Linked DNA regions of Danio rerio: region 2 is linked to region 1. Evidence: chromatin contacts called from public HiCAR-type data. All regions are on one chromosome and are shown on one strand. The core of a region is the stretch at or near the end of the contact, and the rest is flanking DNA. Distances in the headings are between cores, read along the strand shown.

Region 1 (3,080 bases), core at 113-2,612:
TTGTGATAAAATCCCTCTTTTTTGTGTAGGATGTGCTTAATTTGGGGATGGAAAAACAACCACACTGCAATCCAACCTAAATTGATTAATAATCTTAAGAGTTATTCAAGTAATTATTTTTGGAAGTTTGTGGATTCAAACTTTTCAACTGGACTGCTATTGTAAAATATTCATGCAGCCTTCTAGATTAATGTTGATTTAGTGTATCCCGTTCCTCAAATCTAACTACTTTGTTGCATGTTCTTTTACAGATCATAGTGTTTATACCTGCCAGAGTAGCACAGGTTTCCTCGAGAGTCTGTTCAGCAACAGACAGTATGGGTGGAGCTACGGCTTCCCACTTCTTCCTATCTGCAGCTGTGGAAGGCCTTTCCTCTGTGATGGAGGGTTGGACTGGCTGAGGATCAGGACATGGTTGATTGCTGGAGGGTGTGGGCTCTTTTACAGAAACTTCCTCAGTGGTCTGAACCTTCTGATTAAGTCTGCGAAGAATCTCCTTCTTGTCACTCTAAAAAATTCCAGTTAAAGTATTCAGTGACGGTAATTCAAAAAACACAGTTGTTTCATCTTTTCCAAAGTCAAATTTACATGCCCTTTTCAAGAACACTTTTAAACTTTTCCAGCACTTTAATAGAAGAGATAAATGACATATTTATTTACACATTTACATACTTCATCACATTATATCAGATGCTATTGGTTATTGTATTTTATAGTAGAGTATTCTAAGGAAAATATTTGATGGCATGTTTGCCCCAATCCCAACATTGAATTACTGTCATTTATTCCCTTAATTTATTTTACTTGCATCTTTAAAGTGTCATATTTCATCGTAAATTTATATTTATTTTCATTTCAAAGGATGCAGATAAATAAAAAAGAGCATGGTTATAATACAGGCACATGTGTTTTCATTTTATGCTAAAAAAAATATAGATTTTATTTAAATTGTTAATTATTTTTAGCTATTCAGTAAAATAAATTATTATAAAAGGGACATCATTTTCAAGCAGTGTTAAGCACTTTATTCAATATCTAAGCATTTTTCAAACCTTGATTAAAATTCAAGGAGCACCCATACAAACCCTGAATAAACATAACAATATAAAAGCATTTATTTAACCCAAATATGCATTTCAGACCTGTACATCTGATGATTCAACTTTAAGGGAGTCCTCTTTCATAGGAGAACTCTGCCCTGATGAAATCTGCCAAAAACAGAAAGCACAGACAGCTATAGGATGGTTGTTACAGCAAGTGAACAAATGATTTTGTGATGATGAGTGACTAACCGCGCCCACATCCTTCAGTGCAGCAGTCATAGAGATGGCTGGAGTGCTGGGTCTAGAGGAGGGTGTGGCTTTAGAAGGAGCTTCCTGAGGGGTGGGGTCAGATGGTGGAGTTGGAGGGGCTGCAGGAGAGGGAGTCCCACCCACAGGCCCAACTGCAACTTTTACTCCTCGAGCGACAAGCTGCTTTTTCACAAAAGATAATGTAGAATACAATACATAAGAGATCAATGAGAAGAGATGGAAAAGGAAGAGATGAAAAGATGAAGACATACATGATCCTCCCATGCTTTCTTCTCTCTTTCATACGCTTCTCTTCTCTTCTTTTCCAGCTGCTCTTTCAGTACAGCAGCACGAGCCTTTGACTGGGCCTTACACAAAAACACAAACATGATTATTGTTTTCCTCAAATTATAATCTGGCCACTTTTGCATTCTGATGTTTTGTTTTAAGAAATCTAAAAAAAAAGAGAGAGAAATTAAAAAGAAAATACATAAAACGTTGTAAAGTTATCACTAAATTAAATATAACACGTTTTAACACTACTTTTATTCAACAATGTCATAATAAATTGATCAAAAGTGACAGTAAATTTATGTATGTTATGAAAGATTTCTATTTGAAAGTAATGCTGTACTATAACAGGGTTTCTCCAGGTTTCACCAAGTTAAATGTAAGACTTTTTAAGACATTTTAATACCATTATAAATGCAATTTTAGACTTAGCATTTAGCCCTGTATAAGTATTTTTTAAATATCCCAGTTACAAAAGATTTTCACTAGCCCAATTACAAATTAATTACAACTGAATCCATTTAATAATAATCAATAATAATAATCCCTATAAACCTTACCAAGTATAGAAAAAACAAATCCTTCAAATACTTCAGTCTACAATAGTAATAATATTTAAAAAGGAAATTAATTAAATGCTATTTAAATTTTATTGAGAGTGGGATTGTTGGTGTTTGTATGGGTGTTGATGGCCAGATTGGGTAGCTACACATAAACAAAGGAAAATTAAGACCTGTTAAAAACATTTAAGACCTACAACACAATATTACAGTAGGTTTAAGACTTTTTAAAGCCTAAAATTAAGCTTTTGAGATTTAAGACTTTTTAAGACCATACGTATACCCTGTACAGATATAATTAAGCTTCATTCTAAAAATGTTAAATTAGGCTAATTCTTGCTTAAAATTCAGTTTTGAATATTACATTTTATTGGTAAATATTAAAATATTCTAAAATATTAAACAGTAATTTTTATTTGTAATGATTTGTCATTTGTCATTATAATACTGTATTTATAACATTTTTTAGGTAATAAATGCAGTCTTGTTAAGTAAGGAACATCTTTCAAAAATACAATAAAATTGTATATAAATTGTTTTAATTCCTATTATTGTTATGCTGATAATATAATTAGGACAAATACATCATTAAAAAACTAAAATGCAACACCTTCAAAGCCTCAATCTTCTTCATCCTGAGCACTGCCTCTTCACATGACTCCTGACTGTCTGAGCCATCACTGTCATACTGAAAGAGACAATAAAATGATCATAAATAACGTGCCATCTGAAATCTTCTAAAATTAAGATTTTTCAGTAGGTGCATATGGTCAGTAATTCAAGTTTTACAGCGATTAATATGTTTTTTTCTTTGATTTTAAAAGAAAACTTAGGAGGCTGAAAAAAATGCTCATTTTAGAAGAAAGTTTCAGATGAAACTTTCTGATGGTTGACCTCAGATGAAACTGAGGTTTATGCATCTCTTTATATATTAGTA
Region 2 (3,052 bases), core at 5-2,504, 140 kb before region 1:
AGGGACTCTCTCATACTCTCTTCAACAGCATGCATCACTAAATTGATTTAAAGTGTGTATATTTAATGTTGCACTCACACTGTGGGTCTCTGACGGCCACTCTGGTCGCCCGCAGCGGGTGATGGCCTTTGGCCAGCATTCAAGGCGGCAGCGCCAACAACTGAGGACTGAGACTGAGGTGGAGGAGGAGGTGGAGGAGGAAGAGCATCCTGAAACAATCAAACACCAATTAGTTTTACAACACCAGTAGAATTATGCATGTAACAGTACATTCTTTCTTGTTTTGAATCTATTTATTAATTTTCCTTCGGCTTAGTCCCTTTATTCAGCCAAGTGTATCTGTCTGTTATGCAAATACCCCAGCTCAGACAGTGGCCAATTGCGCACTTAAATGGCTGACGCTATGATGATCGCATCAACCCCAACTATAGACACGCCCTCCATCAATTGTTGATGCTGAAGCCCTGCATGAATTGATATGCTCGTCTCGAGTCCGCGGACAGACACTACTCTATTCATCAGGGGTCGCCACAGCAGAATGAACCGCTGACTTATCCAGCATATGTTTTACACAGCAGATGCCCTTCCAGCTGCAATCTAGTAGAGGTAAACAATCATACACACTTATTCACACACACTACAGACAATTTAGTTTATTCAAGTCACTGTTTCGCCTCTTGTTTTGAATTGTATTGTTAATCTATGTACTATCTACTTGCATATATGCAAGCAAAGTACAATGGAAAACAAAATTAAAGAATGAGCTACAATTTTCTAAATGTTCTTTTCTGAGGAGTAAAACAGAAAACTGGCCCAAAGTAAATTAAATTTATTCAGGCCTGATGGAAAACTTTGATGGTTGACAAATTAAGGAAAGACTGAATGAGGCAGTGAAATGAGGAGGAGGAAGAGTGTTTTTAGCTGTTCAGGCTACAGTCGAATTTTGGATTTTGATTGAAGTGCCTTGGTTATTTTGTCAAACACTTTACTAGAGTTGTACAGTCACAATTAAAACTCTTTCAAATTTCGAATATGATTACATTATGTATTTAAAAAAAAGATCAAGTGTGTATAAATCACTCTTCTAATTTTGATCTCAACTGTATATGTGGCAGAAAATGATGTCAGAGCGATCTCAATCTAAGTTTAGACAATGCCATAAAGCCCTAATCCCACTGCCTGTGACTGTCCAGCTTGTGGGCTGCTTGCTAACAAGCGGGTCTTTTGGCTGTGGCAGGTGTTGTGATTGGTGGATATCCAGCCTGGCTACATGTCTGGCTGAAGAAGGATAAATCGCTTCCATATGGACCAACGCACACATCTGCACACAGACTTTATGAGCCCAGTGGCACCACTATGAAAACAACTCTTGTTTTGTTGCTTTAAGCCACGTTTTTCCCCTGTTTATTTCAAGTTCTCCTACAAGGCCCTTTCTCCTAATGCTTTTTGCCTATTGCGTTTCATTAATTAATTGGTCTCATGTAATTTGCTTAATTTACTGCATTTAAAAATCTAAAAGAGCTGTTGCTTTTAAATCCTGCATACAAGATCAGAGAGGGAACCTGATGCACGCTAAGGCTACCTTTACAAAAACAATGCATTGAAAACAAAAGGAAACAGTACCCACACACACATCAATCTCGTAGAGCCATTAGTGTCCAGCCTGAGGCCCACACAACTCCCTCAAATGATGTGTGTGTTTGTGTTGAGGGAGATGAAGGGCTATCAAATGGCAAACTGTCCTCGTTTAGTGTTGTGATTTGAGTGTGTGTGTGTGTGTGTGTGTGTGTGTGTGTGTGTGTGTGTGTGTGTGTGTGTGTGTGTGTGTACATGCAAATGTATATGCGAATGAGAGGTTTGCTTTGTTTATGTGAGTGTGTTTGTGTTTCCCTCCTGTTCAAAAGGTTATTTTTTAAATAAATTAAAACTTTCAGCAAGTTCCATCTGAATGTTACAAGAAAATCTATTTCAAATAAATGCTTTTCTTATAAACTTTTCATTCAGTAAATGATGCAAAAAATTCAGCTGTCATAACAAAAAAATTACACTTTCACTTTCCTTCGGCTTATTCCATTTAATCAGAGGTCGCTACAGCAGAATTAACTGCCAGAAAAATTACACCTAAAGGTGCAGTAGGTGACTTCAGAAACATGTACTATTAACATTCCAATAGTATTGATTAAAGTAAATGATCTAAATGTGTTTATATGTATTTTTATATTCTGGGTAAGGGATGACAAAAAAAGTTATTTTAATTAATTACCGTCGGGCAGACAATTCCCATAACTCTGACAAGTAGCCAAACTGTCTGTCGACAAATGAAGATTTGTACAACTGCGCACCTCTGTTAATGCAGATCCACCAATGTGCGTTCACTCGGGAGTGACAGCAGTAAAAAAAACAATGCTGAATCAAAACTTTTTAAAATCCTAAATCAATATTGGAGTTAAGGATGATTTATACTTCTGCGTCAAGCGCACACATATGCTACGGCGTAGCCTACTCGTTGACGCATAGCCCTACGCCGTGGCCATCGGTGTCGCTGACGTGCACCTCTCAAAAAATGTAACTACACGTTAAAGCTACGAGCATTGCATGCACATGGGTTACGGCGGTCACTTGACGCAGAAGTATAAACCAGGCTTTACTTTTGCACGCTGACAAAAGGATGACACCATGGATGAAGTATTTCTTTTAGACTGGTAATGTAATGCTTTGAAACTATTTTAATCAAGCAAAGCTGATGTAGATTTTATTTTACGAATGGGTCATTGTTTACTTTGATTATTCGTTCTGAAATAGCATGCAAGTATGGGTTAGTAATAAGTATAATTCCTGCAAGCAGTTAGCTAACCACTAAACATACAGTAGTCGCCTTAGGACAAAGCCTGTGAGAGAGTGAGACCAGCGATTCTCGCGAGCATAAAATATTGCACATTATGACAAGTTTTGCTTGCTACACAACTGAAAACATGCTAGATGTAATAGTTTTTCGTTCTGAATTGTAGTAAAATAAAGTACTATAAAGTTTTTCATCTTTAAAGTGTGTTCG

What was found. HiCAR-type assays count read pairs that join an accessible place to other places.
Region 2: a HiCAR-type map of caudal fin shows a contact between it and region 1, with 10 times the contacts expected there. The contact joins two enhancer-like sites. A contact is called at or near these places in 6 of 18 Hi-C or Micro-C datasets (caudal fin, embryo, fibroblasts and 1 more) and 1 of 4 datasets of contacts at active chromatin or transcription factors (caudal fin).

What each region holds. Positions count from the first base shown.
Region 1 is chr20:26,303,008-26,306,087 of GRCz12tu, reverse strand. All of the region lies in intron 14 of nek1 (NIMA-related kinase 1), which reads right to left. Among named protein-coding and RNA genes, the nearest start is that of nek1, 21 kb to the right of the region's middle. Within about 2 kb of position 1,362, at least 12 of the 62 cell types and tissues checked have an H3K27ac peak or open chromatin away from gene starts, as enhancers often do.
Region 2 is chr20:26,438,448-26,441,499 of GRCz12tu, reverse strand. It overlaps sh3rf1 (SH3 domain containing ring finger 1), which reads right to left. Exons shown (of 12, transcript NM_001045487.2): 7 at 79-209. Among named protein-coding and RNA genes, the nearest start is that of si:dkey-15j16.3, 19 kb to the left of the region's middle. Within about 2 kb of position 1,254, at least 6 of the 62 cell types and tissues checked have an H3K27ac peak or open chromatin away from gene starts, as enhancers often do.